Linked DNA regions of Anas platyrhynchos: region 1 is linked to region 2. The links are chromatin contacts, called in public Hi-C maps. All regions are on one chromosome and are shown on one strand. The core of a region is the stretch at or near the end of the contact, and the rest is flanking DNA. Distances in the headings are between cores, read along the strand shown. Region 1 has its middle 50 kb from the start of EDN2. Region 2 has its middle 14 kb from the start of EDN2.

Region 1 (7,329 bases), core at 3,556-6,055, 65 kb after region 2:
CCTAGCAGAGTCGGTCCCATGTGAGGAGCTCACTGCCAGTGAGGCCAGAAAAAGTGCTTATGTTCAGAGGGAATTCCCTGTGTTTTAATTTGTGCCTCTTGTCCTGTACCTGGGCACTGCTGAAAAAAGTCCAGCTTCTGCATCATAATTCCCTCCCATTAGGTCTTTAAAACCACCATTAAAGTTTTCTGAGTCTTGTCATTTCCAGGCTAAGCAGTCACAGCTCTCTCAGCCGCTCCCGTGAGGAAAGATGCTCCGGTCCCTTCATCGTCATTGCAGCCCTTTCCCTGACACTGGCACATGTCACTGTACTCGTGTACAACCCAATTAGCTGATTCCTGGGTTTTTCAGAAGCCTTTGCTCCCTGGTGCATCAGCATCAGTGTCATCACAGCTGTGGCAGGGTTTGGGGGATCTCCTGCCAAGCTCCTCATGCCTCAGAGAATGGAGAAGCTGGTAAGGGGACCATCTCTATGGCTGCACTGCGTGGAGAGGCACTCTCACATCTTCCATATTTCTTGTGGCTCAGAGGATTTGGCTTTGAGTCCTCTCTACAGTTATGCTTCATAAGAAACAACCTCTCCAAAGTGGGTCCAGCTCCCACTCCTGGAGAGGTGGCAACAGGAGGATTTGCTGAGAAAGCAAAGGGGCTGTGCTGAGCCCGCAGCTGCAGTAGCTCCCTCCACCTCTTCTGTTCTTCCCTGGGGAAGGCAGGCATATGGAGGAGAATGATCTGCCATACCCTGCCAGTCCTTCCTGCTCCTCTCCAGGTGAGGAGACAGATGCAGCTCTGCCAGGAGATGCCCTCACTGCTTTTGTTCGAGGAGACTCTTGGAGATTGTGGGAAGGCTGGGTGCTGAAAGCCTGGGGTCTTCAGCAGAAGAGAAATGCCAGTTTCATTAGTAAAAATGGGTCTGAGGAGAAGGCTGTCTCTGAGAGTGGGGAGAGGAAAGGGATACAGGGAGAGAGTCTGGAATTCAGAGTCAAACCAGAGCAGCTGCAGAGTACTAAAGGCACACTGTATGCCAAGCTGAGCTCTACTGCTCTGCAAATGCACGAGTTCCCCAGAGGAATGTGTTTGCTTGGTAACTGTTAAAGCAGAGGAAAATGTTAGATTTACATGTGAACCACACAAAACCAGAAGCTGAAGTTCCCTGTACCACCAGTCGTAGGGAGAGGGGTGGGTAACTCCATGGGGATTCATAGCATGAAAGTCAAATTTCTGCAAAAACAGCAAATAGCTAAGATGAATACCCTGAACACCCCACTAAGAAAAAAAAAAAAAAAAAAAAAAAAAGGTGGCTTGTAGCTGCATCATGTTTTTCACTCCACAGATTGCCCCTGATGTTTTTCTCAGCTTGCAAGTGTAGCAGCTCCAGCCTATGATCTTACCTCTGCTCCATGCCAGGGTGTTAGATGAACTAGGGGAGAATCCAGACCTTGCAGAGACAATCATTCATATGTATGAATGTGATAAATATGGGCACTTCCTTTTCAGACTGAAGACTTCTTAAGCTCTGGAATCCTTCTGACTGCTTTTCTCAGGGTACACCTGACATTCTTTTCTGATGCCTACCTGGGCAGCCTGCTCTGAGGAACCTTTGGCAGGGGGGTTGGACCTGATGGTCTTTTGAGGTCCCTTCCAACCCCTACAGTTCTATGATTCCGTGTGATTCTGTGATTCTTTTCCTGTGTTAGAAAACCAAGAAAAAATCACTTGTGTTTTATGAAGAGTTCTGCCTGAAATCTGAGGTGAGTTTTGAATTGAAATCTACAGCAAAATGAGGAAGAGGGTTTTGATGAGGAGGAGACTTTATATCAACAGAAACTGTGGGCACAATCCTGTGTGTGTCACTTCTATGTTATGTGGAGGACTGGTGATTTCCCACCTTCTTTCCAAAGCTGTTTCATGGCTCATTGCAAGCTTATCTGAAGCTCTGCGTGTTTGTATCATTATTTACTAATTGATTTTAGCATTGATGGTCCAATCTCAGTCATTTTCTTTCCGTTATACATTTCACTGTCACCTCCTAGAAATCTTTCCAACGAATTTTCTCCTAATTAAGTAAAATCAGCACAGAGCCCTTGGTCTTGCAGGCACTCTTGAGAGTAGGAGAGAAAGGTGCTGTCCAGTACACCCCAACCACGTGTTCCCTGACAGCAGATCAGGAACTAGAAGGTCTTAAAAGCAGAGCACAAAACAGTTGCCCTCAACCTTGTGCATTATGCTGCCAAATCTCTGTCTCCCATGTAAAGGTGCAGGTCTGTGTGTATGGGTAGAAAGCCAGGATCCGCTCCAAGCATGGCAGAGTGCATGTGACGAGGGTGCAAGCTGGGATGGGCACGTAAGCACCGGCAGGCAGCACACTTCCAGATCACGCCAGCTCTTACGGAGGTGGGGTTTGATGGCCGCACTGCCCTGCACTCCATGACCCTCCACGTTTCCCTCCTGCCTCACAGCAGCCAGGTACGTTAGATGTGTGCAGGTGAGCTTTCTAGATCAGTGCTTCGCAGTCCACGCTTCGCTGCAGGCATTGTAGGACTGTTTGCTTGCTGCCCTGATAGCCGCTTCCCAGGGTCTGGGCTGGGGTGTGGGAGAAGGACTGCCTCGTGCTCACCTACCAGTACGTGCTGTGGGTTACTGAGGGCATTTCACGGTGGTAGGTTTTTTGTTTGTTTGTTTTTTCCATCTTGTTTTTCTCGCAAGCTTCATCTTTGAGTACCATTAGCCTCATGCCTTAGGGCAAAAGGGAAATGACAGCTGTCACCAAAAGACACTGCACGCTCCTTGGCAGAGCTCGAAGGCCAACAACACTGTCAGTGCCAGGAACTTTAAGGAACACACGTATTTTCCTGGACACAGAATTTAGGTACTGGGGGGAAAGAGGGAGCCTGTTCTGGCCCATTCTGACAGAACATCTTGTTCCTCCTTCTCCATCTTACACAAGAGTAAGCTGAAGGCTGAGCAGCTTTGCCCAGTGCCAGCGCTCTGCAGAAGCAAAGCAGAGCTGAGGACCTTCCTTTCTTCCCCAGACATGGTGCCCTGGACTACAACAGTTAACAGTCTGCCGGTGCTTTCAAAGGCTTCCTTCATTTCCTGCCTGTCAGACACGGGGGAGGAACTTGGTCTGTGAGTGAAGGAGAAAGATGTTTTCCTACAGTGCTTCGATCCAGCTCCATCCACACCCTTTGCTCAGAAGGACAATTGTTTCCAAGAGCAATATGAAAACACAGCATTCACATGAAAATAAGGAAAGAAAACAGACTTATTTCCCCATTTCTTTCCACCAGCAACTCAGTGAAGAAACTACTGTGTTGCACTCCAGAAGACAAACCTGAGGCAAGGCTTGGCACAGGCAGAGATTTCCACTGAAGGGGTCATCTTAGGGGTCATTTTTAGCATTACTGCAGAGTCTATTGGTCAGCAAAACATTTCTATTGCCACAGTGCTGAGCTCAAGATTACTTTCCCCAGAGAGAGGTGAAAGGAGGAGTTAATCCTCCTTAGCTGCCCTCCAGCAAGCCATCTGGCTCTGTTCAGGAAGAAGGTTGGAGTAGATGGGTCTCCTTCAGCTTCCCCAGAGCCAGAACCACAGTAGGTCACAAACCAGCAGTCAGGCAGTGCTCAGCCAAAACTAGCATGCAGCCCACCTTTGCACCACAGCCTCCAAAGCAGGTGCCATAGCAGCTGTCTGTAGCATTTGCTTTCCATTACAAAGGGCTACCGGCTGCCCACTGAGGCTTCCAGAGGGTTTCACTCACATCTCTTTTAATCTGCAATTGCTGGAAATGGATAATAGCTAAAATTAACTTGGGAACAGAATACTAGGAGGAGACACAGCTCTAAATGCTGCTGGTCCTTAGGAGTCCTGGGTAGCAGCAGAGATCAGTGAGTTGTAAGAGATTCAGATGCTGACTTCTTTGCCCTAGTTAGCTGCTTTGCCCTCTCTATTAACAAAGACCTGTTATCTTTAAGAGCCCACAAAGATTTATTGTTGCTCATCACCTAGGAACACATCCTGCTTCGTCCCCAGAGTGAATATCAGACTGCTGTCAGAGTCGAGGCCAGCTTGTCTGCCATCACCTGATATGGGCTGAGAGCCACTGGGAGGGTGCGGAGCTCCCACCAAGAGCTTTGGCACCATGAAAGCACATGTGCAGGGGTTTGCTGAAATACAGAGAACCTACGCACAGCTTAGCTAACTCCAAGCCTCACTAGCACTGATCAGATCCCAGATACAGCCTGCCTTGCTCAAGGCCTTGCAGTGGTCAGTCACTGTGCTGATTGGAAGTGACTAGAAGGATGTGCAGGCAACATCTGTATTAGCACTTCCCATAGGCAAGCAAGAAAAGAAGAGTCCTGGGACTTTCCTCCACATTTTGCAAGCTTGACTGGAATCTGCTTCTTAAAGTTCATGAATTCAAATGTGTGATAATGCCTGGGGGCAGACGCTTCAAATTCCTAGGAGCAGGGCCTTGGGAAGCTGTGGTGTAATGCAGCCAGATGCTGCTTGCCACAAGCCTCTTGGCCAGCTGCCTCGGACACTGCGGCAAGCAACATGTCCATCCCTGCCAGAGAACGTAAGCTTTGTGTGCTCGTGCTTTGTACACATGACCCAGGAGCAACATTCACACTGCCAGACTACCAGAGTCAGGAGCCTTTTTTTTTTTTTTTTAAAAAAAAAAAAAAAACACAACACAATAGCCTTATGTTTTCTTTGGAATTTCTAACCATGCAGTACAGTTAGCAGCACAAGCCATGGCTGGCAGCGAATGCTGCCCGCTCACCCTCCTCTCGCTCCCCAGCAACAGCCTGAGTCATGGCTGTGGTCACAGACAGTGACACAATGCCATTGTCATCCAAAGAATGTAGTGTTTTCCTGCTCTGCACAAATATTTTGTACAGTGCATTTTCTATGCTCTCCAGAGGAGACACTGTCCGGATTCTTGCTGTAAGTGCCCCCAGGAGCGCTGCTGACTAATACTCCCATTTCTCTCTTCATGTTCCCTCAAGGTCCCAGACTTATTTATACTCTGCACAAAGAGCTTGGAGTCAAGGTTGGTGAAATGGATTTCCTCAGAACAGCACATGCACTGAAGAGTGAGGAAACTGAATTTAATCTCTGGAGGTACAATTCATAGAAGTCGCGTCACTGGAGCCAGCTCATGGTTAAGAGTCTGGCACAGAGCGCTCATCTTGGACATATATAGGCAATAGCACAACATCCATTTCCAGACAATTTGCACCCCCCCACCCCCCCACCCCCACTTCAGATATGGCCTTGGGGTGGCATCTGGAGGTAGCTCTCTCACTATTGCTCCCTGAAGTAATGAGACCTAGCTCAGATGAGAGCCATGCTGCAGGCACACTGACCCTTGCAAGAGCCTCCTTTAATCACCAGCCATGTTCCTGCCCTCTGTGCTCACTTGTGGGACTGCAGCCCTGTAACCTCCACAGTCCTGTCTGCTCTACATAGCTTGAAAATTAAATTGCAATTACTTACTTACACTTCAGTCCTCTTGCCTTACTTGTGTTGCACAGCAGGCAGAGAAGGAACACAGGGTTAACATGATTACTTGTTCTTTGACAGGCATTTACAGGGAAAATTAAAATTAAATCGCTTAGGAATGTGTAGGGCAAATAAATCCAAATGTAAATCTCAGGAGCTGGACAAGGCCTAGTTCTTCCATGCGTGTTTGCTTTATTTTACTAAAGGACAGGTGATAAGGCTCCAAAAAGGCTGATCACCTTGGTGAGTTCTGCCACTTATTGATTAGCACTGAGGGCTGGTGTACTGCTGGTGAGTGTGTTACTTCACACTCCAAAGGGAAAAGCATGTCTGTAATGTGACAGCACACAGAGCATTGCTGGCGTAGGGCTGTGTGATGCTTAGCCATGGTTTTTCTGCACATTTTGGGATGCAGAGCAGTTTTGGAAGGATCAATGTGTGGAGTATCTGATAAGCTATGAAGCATGGTCATTTCCCCAATGTCTCTCTCCATGTAGGACAGAAGGCTGTGGCTATGACATAGTGGTTGCGGTGGTTTCTCCCTATTAAGTAATAATAAACTTGCTATTTGTCTTTGTGGGAGGTGTATTTGTGTGACAAAACGTTGAAAAATGGCGTGGTTCATTTTGCAGAAATGTGCTGGCTGGATTTATGGTTTCCTCAACCATGCTTAAAACAGGTTAAAAAAGGAGATCCAAAATTATTCAGCTCATAATAATTTGTAGAAGTGTATTTCCTCCCCAAACAGAACATTTGCATGCATCACAAACAGTGCTGTAGGATATTGCAGGCCGGATCTGACAAGCCATCCTGGTACAAGCAACTGGTGAAGGGTGCTGAACTGCAGCCTTCAGTGGATGGTAAAAATCCTGCACGTTCCCTTAGCCAGTTGTGAAATAGCGGATGTTTTGGAGCAGATAGGTGATGCAGAAGACTTCCTTCCTCAACTCAGAAGGCAAATAATTTGTATCCTGATTACAAATTATGAGGGTTTGTAGATTGTAAGGTCAGAAGGGACCACTGTAATTATGTCATCTGACCTTCCCAAATAGTGCAGTCTTGGAATGTCACTTGGTGATCCCCACGCCGAGAAAAACACTTTGTGGCTGACCTGCTGTGGGTCTTGCTTAAAGACTCTCAGACACAGTTATCTGCTACTGACTGTGCCACTGACTCAGTTCATTTCCAGTCTGTTTTTCACCTAGATGTCATTTTTTTTTTTTTTTTCTACAGAAGTCATCTCAGATTTATAATCACTCGCTCTATCTATCAAGTAAGCAGGAGGAGGAGTGTGCCATGTCCCCATTTCCATGACACCTCTCTCAATCTCACTACCAGTAGCCTGGCATGAAGAGAAGAGGAGAGGCTGTAGAGAAAAGCCAGGGAAGCTCGAGGACACAGGATATCACGCTGCCACCAGGACTGCACAGGTGTCATACAGGAAGGCCACTTGTGAGCCAAAACCTGAGACTTTGACCTCTGTGGGATGTAAACACATCTGAAACTCGTATCCCATTCTCCCCACTGTTTAAATACAAAATCTCTCTGGAGGCTGCAGACCACAGAGATCTGTATCAGTACAAAGTATGCCGACCCCCAGTATAACTGCGACGCATCCTGCTCTGTGATTGCGATGGCTGGGCTTTGGCAGCCACACTTCCTGGCTGATACAAATAACTCAGAACAGTTTTTGCAAACACTAATAAAGCCACTCACCACCCCAGGAGACAGATACGTGTCACTGGTAATTATCCTGCCTGTCATTTATACCATGGAAGGAGCCAAAGGCCCCTAGTCAGGCATGCAGGCCTCACTGGACAG
Region 2 (7,503 bases), core at 2,925-5,424:
CTGTGGTGTGGCTTTCATTTTGTGCATAAACACCACATGTGAGGGAGAGCTGTGCTTGGCAGGCTGGGCATATGGCAGATGTCATTAAGATCTCCTTGAATCTGTAGTGGTTAATCTGCTCCAAGTAGAGCTTGTTTTCCAACTCCTACATGGAAAGACAAGACAAGATGATGCAGTCCAATGGCAAGACAAGTCATGGTTTAGCCTCCTGAAAGGCAGTTGCCCATGCTAGCTGAAGCTGAATTAGATGGGTGCAGTGTGCTATGTGTGTAGGAGGTAGAAGACTATTCCACCCTATTTTTTTTCCCTGGTAGTCCATGGCTGGAGTACAACATTTCATCCCCAAGAAGCCACTCTGGCTTTATTTGAAGATGTCAGATGATGGAAAGTTAACCCTTCCCTGCAAAACGGTTCCAGGGATGAATTGAACTCCCTCTAAAAGCTTGTACCTGGTTCACAGACACGGTCCTAACTTCTCTGAGGTGCTAATTTAGGGGATGGCCACAGTGCCAGCCCATGCACAGGTGAGAGGAGAAGCTGACAGTAATTGATTGAGGTGATGAGGACATGCTGGAGAGAAGTAAGTGTTGACAGAGATGAAGCTGAAATCCATCCAGAGCCTAACAAAGGTGTGAGGCGGGAGCCACTCCAAGGAGCGATGGGAGAGGCGACTGAGTTGAATGTTGTTTTCTCTGACCCTTTGCCAATACATTTCCCAGATCGTGGCAGATATTTGGGTTTTTAGTCGCAACATGCAGTTTTTTCCCTCCTGCCTGGTCCCTCACACTTCCACACCTGACTGACCAAGGAGTGCAGTGTGCCGATCGGTATCTTGGCAAGGCGGCTTGCTTTAAGAACAAAGTGTGACCACATTCCAGGGCACGGTGACTGTCCCAACAGCAGACTGCAAACAGGAGCAAAAAAAAACTTCGGATATGCATTTATGAGGATCCCAGTATGCTTCTGTCTCCTTAGGCATCCCCTGGGGACTGATATTTATCTTGCTGAGATTCCTTCATCTATAGCTGCTGTTCTTAGCATCTTGTGACCTCAGGCATTAATGAGGCTTGGACTTAAGCAGCTCCCATTTATCAGCCTCCAAAGAATTCCCCCCTACTATAATTCAATGAGCTGAAGAAAAGTGGTGTAACAAGACAGCATGGCTGGTTCATACCCCTTGGTTTGCATTCCAGGGGCCAGAGAAGCCTCCTGCAGTGCCCACAGGAGACATGACTACCTGCAGGAGAACTGCTTTCATCTTGGGGTGACTGCTGGGAAGAGGAGATCTGCCATGCCAATAAAGTTTGACAGCGTCACGGCAGGAGCACAAACCCAGAAATGCTCTCCTCCCCATCCTGGATAGTTATTAGGTATGGAGTTTATCTGCCTGCTCACCTATTTTTGAAAGCTCAGGTGTCTATGTGCAAGCAAATCATCCTTTGCTTGAGTGGCATGCAGGAGACATCTTCAAAGGGTGAAGGCAGATCTGAGGAAAGCCCTTCAGAGGCCCTTAAAGTCCTCTACAGGGATTGACCAAATGTAGCTATCTGGTGGGGATGAGGCCCAATCACTGATCTCTCTTTGGTGCATTACTGATGGTGACTGCTGTTGGACTGAGTACCTGGAAAGCTGCTCTCTCAGGAAGAACAGGCATGGCAAGGCAAACAGCAAAGATGTTCCCTGCACATGGCATCTTCAACAATAAAGATAAGGGAAAGCCACTGAGAGTAAGAATCAAGTTGAGATTTGCTGCTCCATGCTAGGCTAAAGCTGGACAACGATGATTAAAAAGGTCCCTTCCAACATTAATAACTAGGAATGATGATCACCTTTCCCTTCCTCCCTCCACTAGGCTTTTGCTGTGCATCAACATGAAAAGTATATTGCTGGTTGCTTTACTTTTGTGCTCAAGGTCCTCATCACCAAGGACCCAGAGTAAGACTCTTGTACTCATTTGCACAAAAATGAGCCATCTGCCGAGGAGGTGAAACCTTCAGAAATTGTTCCTTGCCACTATGCACAGGAGCATGCACTGACAGGAGGGTGGTTTTGGCAATTCCAGGCTGTATGAATGGGAGAGGTTTCATGGATAGCTGGGGCATGAGCTGAGAGGTGAGCATCATAATGTCCCTGTTGACTTTGAGGCTGGTTACAAATATTATCAAAGCTCAGTGTAAACAACAGATACAAGCCCCATGTAGCCTCATGACCATCCCTGTGTTGGTTATATTCCATTTTCACATCCTCACCACTCTCCCTTTGCCCTGTGGGAAAGGACAGCACTATGATCTCCTTCTTGAAGCTGGGGAGGTTCCACTCCTCCAGCAGCACCGTGGCAGGCCAGAGAGGTGAAATTCAGTGCTGACACTTCCTGGGCAATCTTTGCTGATGTTGGTAGAGATAACTATACATAAATCCCAGATAGGTACGTTCCCAGACCTAGAAGCTTGTTTTACAGGGATTGCAGAAAACAGACTGTGGGGCAACAGGCATAAGTGATTAATACCCTTTTAGGAAACAAAATGATCTGTTACTCATTCTTTGTGAGAACAGCAAACAAAATTTTTAAGTCAGGCTGATAACAATGGTGTCCTTCCTTCCAGCCGCCTTGGCACTCAGTGCTGCAGGGACATGACTCTTCATGTCCATGTGTGTTGCCCATTGCACAGCAATGGAGGAAAATCCTTCCCACAGTCACAGGCCTGTGTCTTCCGTGATTCACTGAGAATGCCCTGGCCCTTGCACAGGTATTGTTCCTGACAGTGTATTCACTTTCTCTTTGAAGTGTTTAGGTTAAAATAGCTTCCATGGGCTTCTTGATCTTTGACAGTCTCCACAGCCCAGGATGGGAGGTTCCATGTGCAATGGGGTTGCCTGGCTGAAGCCCACAGAGGATTTGGTTTGTTGTTATAGAAAACTGCCCTGGAAGGTCATGCCCAGACCAGACATTTTTCCTACACTCAGCAGGCATCTAGGGAGTGATGCGCAGGATTTCATATCCTTGCTCAGCATCTTGGTAGAAGATATGCTCACATAGCAGTCATTCATCTGGTCATTACTATCAGCATTATGTCAGGCAGATGACATGGAAACACTTGTCTATAATTAGTTAAACCAAAGTGAGTCATAAGGTCTTTTCTATCGCTTGTTTGACAGCTCAGTGGTTTAACCTGGCTTCCCATATTGTTGCCAGGTCATATTCCTTCTACTTCCTCGTCACCACACAGGGGTATTTTGGGATCCTGCCTAAGGCAGGTAAATGGTGTGACTTAGTCTTTGTGACCTCTGGGCATTGTAACGGCACACATTTAGGTGGTTGGCTCCTGCCATGGAGCTGAGGGGCTGAGAACTGCTCAGACACAGCCAACTAGGAAAGAGGAAAGTGTGCCTCAAGTCCTCCTGCTCATGACCACAGGATGCAGGAAGGGATGCACAGGGATGCTGTAAGGAAAGTCCCCCTCCCAGAGGCACAGCTCAGCCTTGAAAGTAAGTACATGCACCATTTATTTCAAATATACAGCAAGGACTTGTTTTGGACAGGCCTTTGTGAAGAGCTATTTTCCAGCTTTAGGAAGTAACCAAGAGCTTTGAAGACTCAGTTAAACACTTGGTAAGCAGAAGGGGAATTTACATCTATTTCAACCTTAACAGCAGAGAATAACCTAGGGTGGAAGAAGGATACAACGTTCCCCACTCCTCCTGCACACTTCCCTTCTGTCAGACTTCGCACCTCAGCAGCCCTTTTGCAGAAGCCCACCTTCAGAGCCAGCCTTCCTCCTCCTCCAAACATGACAGAGGTTCTGAGGATCCCAGATGCCCTTTGCAATCCTTGCCTCATCACCGGCCCCTGTGCACTGTCTTTAGTCAGCATGCAGGGAAATCCATGCTGCCATAGGTGAGTGCAACACTGTGGGTAATCAATTATCTCCACTGCACATTGTTTTCATTCCTTGCCTATGTGCATTTCCCAGAGAGCTGATTATGTCACTCATTAACCTTCCAGACCTCTTTATTTTCTTTATGCAAAGAGCCGGCTTTTGTCAGGCCAGCACGTTCATATTTCGACTGAGCTTCAAGAACAAAGAGTCCACACTAATTCCTTTCTGCTTAGTCATACCCCAGTCACGTAGAAAGCTATTACCAAAATTGGTACAGAAAGGTTGCCAACCGCAAAGCTCCAGCCCAGCTGCGTGTGGTGAGATTTGCATATCAGCGAGCTGGGGAGAAGGCTCAGTGCAGGCAGCACTCACCGCAAAAGATGTTTTTGTTCATTTCTGTGAGTGAATGTTTGTAAAGTCAGAGCCTTTCCCAAAACAATGGAGATAATCCTCCCATCTGGCCTGTCCTCCCAGGAGCTTTTATCCTCTCTCAGCACTTATGTCAAGGCCAAACTAAGCTGGCATCTCAGTGGATTAAAATCAATTATTTTTTAGGCTGACCACATGGAGGTATTTGCTCCTTGGCAGTTGAGGAATGTGGTGCCGTGAAAGCATCCCACGTCCCTTTTCACCCTACGTGCTGCAAAGCATCATGTTGGAATGGTGCTACTGTGCAGGGAGCTCCTCCAGATCTATCGCATGACTGCCTGATTCCAGTGCAGGTGAAGACAGGCAGCAATCATGACAGCAGCCCAGCAGTGGGGTTGCAGGCTGGACATGAATGTCCCCATAATGTCTGCATAATTTACTCCTGTTTCATAATGAATAGAGTGGGTTTTTCTGCAGAGGTGATTCCTAAGTAGCATCACTGCAGCAGTCTCAGGTGCTCCTCTGGACAATAATCAGGTCATCAGCTTATACAGGGTGTGTTTCCTGCCCCTTCTCCAAAATCACGGAAGAAGACTATACACTTAGTTAGTGTTTTTTGTTTGTTTGTTTGTTTTATTTTGTTTTATTTTGTTTTATTTTGTTTTTCTTGAGTCAGGATTTGTTTTCCAGTTTTACTTTACAGCTACACAAAGAAACCTCCTTTCAGACCATGTGAGCTGAGATTCTCACAGCATCACAAGGATCCTGACCCCAGGGTTTAAGGACTTTCATAAGATTTGCTATCATGCTGATGCATTTCTGAAGCAAGCCAGTATCCCACAAAACAGCACTGTACCTCAGCCCGAGCTCCTTTTCTGCTTGCACAGGGTGGCTCTTTTGAGGATCTGAAATGCTCCTGGTTACATTTGTTGATGACTGGATCCAGAAGATGTTGGTCTAAAACCATGGTTATGTAGGACATTAACAACATAACATCTCCATGGCCACAGAAGTCATGACATCAGGGACAGTCACTCATAACCCTTGGTTTGAAGGGCCACGGGGGGCACCTTTATGCCCCCTTAGAACTTCTTGCCTTCTTTTCTATCTAGTTTTATCTTGTCATGACATGGCCATGGAGGAAGTACCTTCAAAAGTGACATTGTGCCTGCAGCTTCTGGGTGCAATCGCCTTTGGAACAGCCCAGGACACAAAGCACCGTGAAACATTGAAGGGCTGGGTGCAACATGCCCTTCGCAGGCAAGCCCTTGTGCCTGTGTAGGTTTGTGCCTTAGGGTTGCTTTGTGGAGCTGGGTGGAGTACGCTCCCGGTTGCAGTTTCTCTGCCTGCAGGAATGTGTGCTCTCCATGAAATGTCATCTGAATAGTTATTGTTAAAAGTGCCTAATGTTAGCTAAGATTTGTGTTACATCATAGCTGTCTGTAGCACATGTACCCCTTCCCTAGGTGGCATCTGTCACCACATAGATAAATAAGATGCCTCCCAGGGCTGCCACAACTCATAATTTTCACACCTCTCTCATTATGTCGTTAACCTAGGGCAGATCATCCTCTTAGTATTTCTGGGCCTGTTCATCCCTCTGACATAGCTAGACCAAGGCTTTGCTATATCATGTCCAGACAACCATAGCACAATGAGGCATCTGCTGCTGCGTGCAATTAGCTGTGCACAGCAGCCTGTCTCACTGGCACTGAATTACAAAGGTTTGAGCCTAAAAACTTTGTGAATTGAACAACTGCAAAAGCAGGGCAGAGGATGATTGAGACAGAGCTGTGTCTCCAAGGCACTTAACAGCCCCTCTTTTGGCTCATAACTTATCACGGTAAACATTAGCAGCAGGACCAAAAACTGTTCTTGATGGGCTCCTTTCCTGCTTCCTTTGCACAGGCAACAGAATTGGGTTCTGCTGAGAGTGTGGTGAGAGCACCCAGAGCTGTGCTCAGAGTTGCATTGCTACCAGTGAAAGGCAAAGTTCACCTTCTGTGCTTATCTTAGCAAGTCAGATCAAAGCTGAGTTGGAAAAGCTTTTCTCAAACTATTTAACTTTGCACAATGGACAGATCTTTGAAGGCAATAGACAACTTCAAATGTTTTGATTCTTGCATGGCCAGTACTTCAGAAGGACGTGGGTTTGGAGTGCAATGGCAGACCCCCTCCGATGGCCAGGCACTCTGGCTCCCTGACTCTTGACTCTGAACCCAGCATTAACCAAACTCTTCAGTCATTTTGATGCTGTGGATAGTCTTTTGGGTAGAGTCAGATTGTTCAAATTCTCACACCCTTCTTGATTTAGGAAACATCTTGGATTCTGAAGCACAGTAATAACACACATTACTCCTCTCTGTGCTCAACTTTTCCCCGTGTTTTCATAGGGCATAAAGCTCTAGCTGACTCCAGGGACAAGGTGTCCTGCACATGCCATTCCAGTGGAGGTCCTTGGCTTTGAATTTCAATACTCTCACCCTCTGGTGGGACTATAAAGGGGAAGGTGTTCCCATCTCTCCTCCAGAAATCAGCTCTAAGGCGTGATAACACCCCGTCACCTTCAGTTTGTTGTCCAACCATGCATGGCCTCCCACGAACACCAACTTCTTCCTACATACTTTTCTGTGTTTCTCATGCTTCCCTCACAAGCCTGACTTCTCCTTAGTGTCTGACTCTGTGGGGACCAGTTTGTCCCCACAATCACCCAACCTCACAGTACACCTGCAAACACCAGTCCTCTTCTCTTTCAGCTGGAGGCATTTGGAAACAAATGAGTGCTGTCATGTATGGAGCTCTGTATGTGTTATGACTGTTAATGTCTACAGCGATGTTAGATTTCAAATGACTGCTATTTAGAGACACAGGCAGCCAATTTATGTTCACTTCGTTACAGATTATTACAGAGGGAGCGCATGCACGCGCACACACACGCTTCTCTAATGAAAACTACTTTTGTTCTTTCTTGTTTTGTTCTCTTACACAATAAAAAATCCTTCTGGCTCAAAGCACCTTTGCTCACCGCATATAGAGAAACACACTTTTTGCCAACAACTCTCCTGAAGAGACACCCTGCAGGGATATCCTGTCTACACTTTTCCTATCATTAAGCAGAGGGTGGAAGTCTGCATTTGGGGAGCTATCAAACACCCACCCTATTTGCCACTCTGCCAGTGTTATCAGTGTTTGTCCCTGTTCTGTTATGTGTCCTTCAGTGTATTGCTGAATTCCTTTCCAAAATGTCATAAAACAA

What was found. A called contact is a pair of places that touch in the nucleus more often than the background predicts.
Region 1: a contact with region 2 is called in a Hi-C map of F5 follicle, with 3 times the contacts expected there. The contact joins two enhancer-like sites. A contact is called at or near these places in 2 of 8 Hi-C or Micro-C datasets (F5 follicle and small yellow follicle).

The regions. Positions count from the first base shown.
Region 1 is chr24:6,222,841-6,230,169 of IASCAAS_PekinDuck_T2T, forward strand. No RefSeq gene overlaps it. Among named protein-coding and RNA genes, the nearest start is that of EDN2, 50 kb to the left of the region's middle. Within about 2 kb of position 4,806, at least 8 of the 8 cell types and tissues checked have an H3K27ac peak or open chromatin away from gene starts, as enhancers often do. A contact at or near this core is called in F5 follicle and small yellow follicle, where this site is marked.
Region 2 is chr24:6,158,862-6,166,364 of IASCAAS_PekinDuck_T2T, forward strand. No RefSeq gene overlaps it. Among named protein-coding and RNA genes, the nearest start is that of EDN2, 14 kb to the right of the region's middle. Within about 2 kb of position 4,175, at least 5 of the 8 cell types and tissues checked have an H3K27ac peak or open chromatin away from gene starts, as enhancers often do. A contact at or near this core is called in F5 follicle and small yellow follicle, where this site is marked.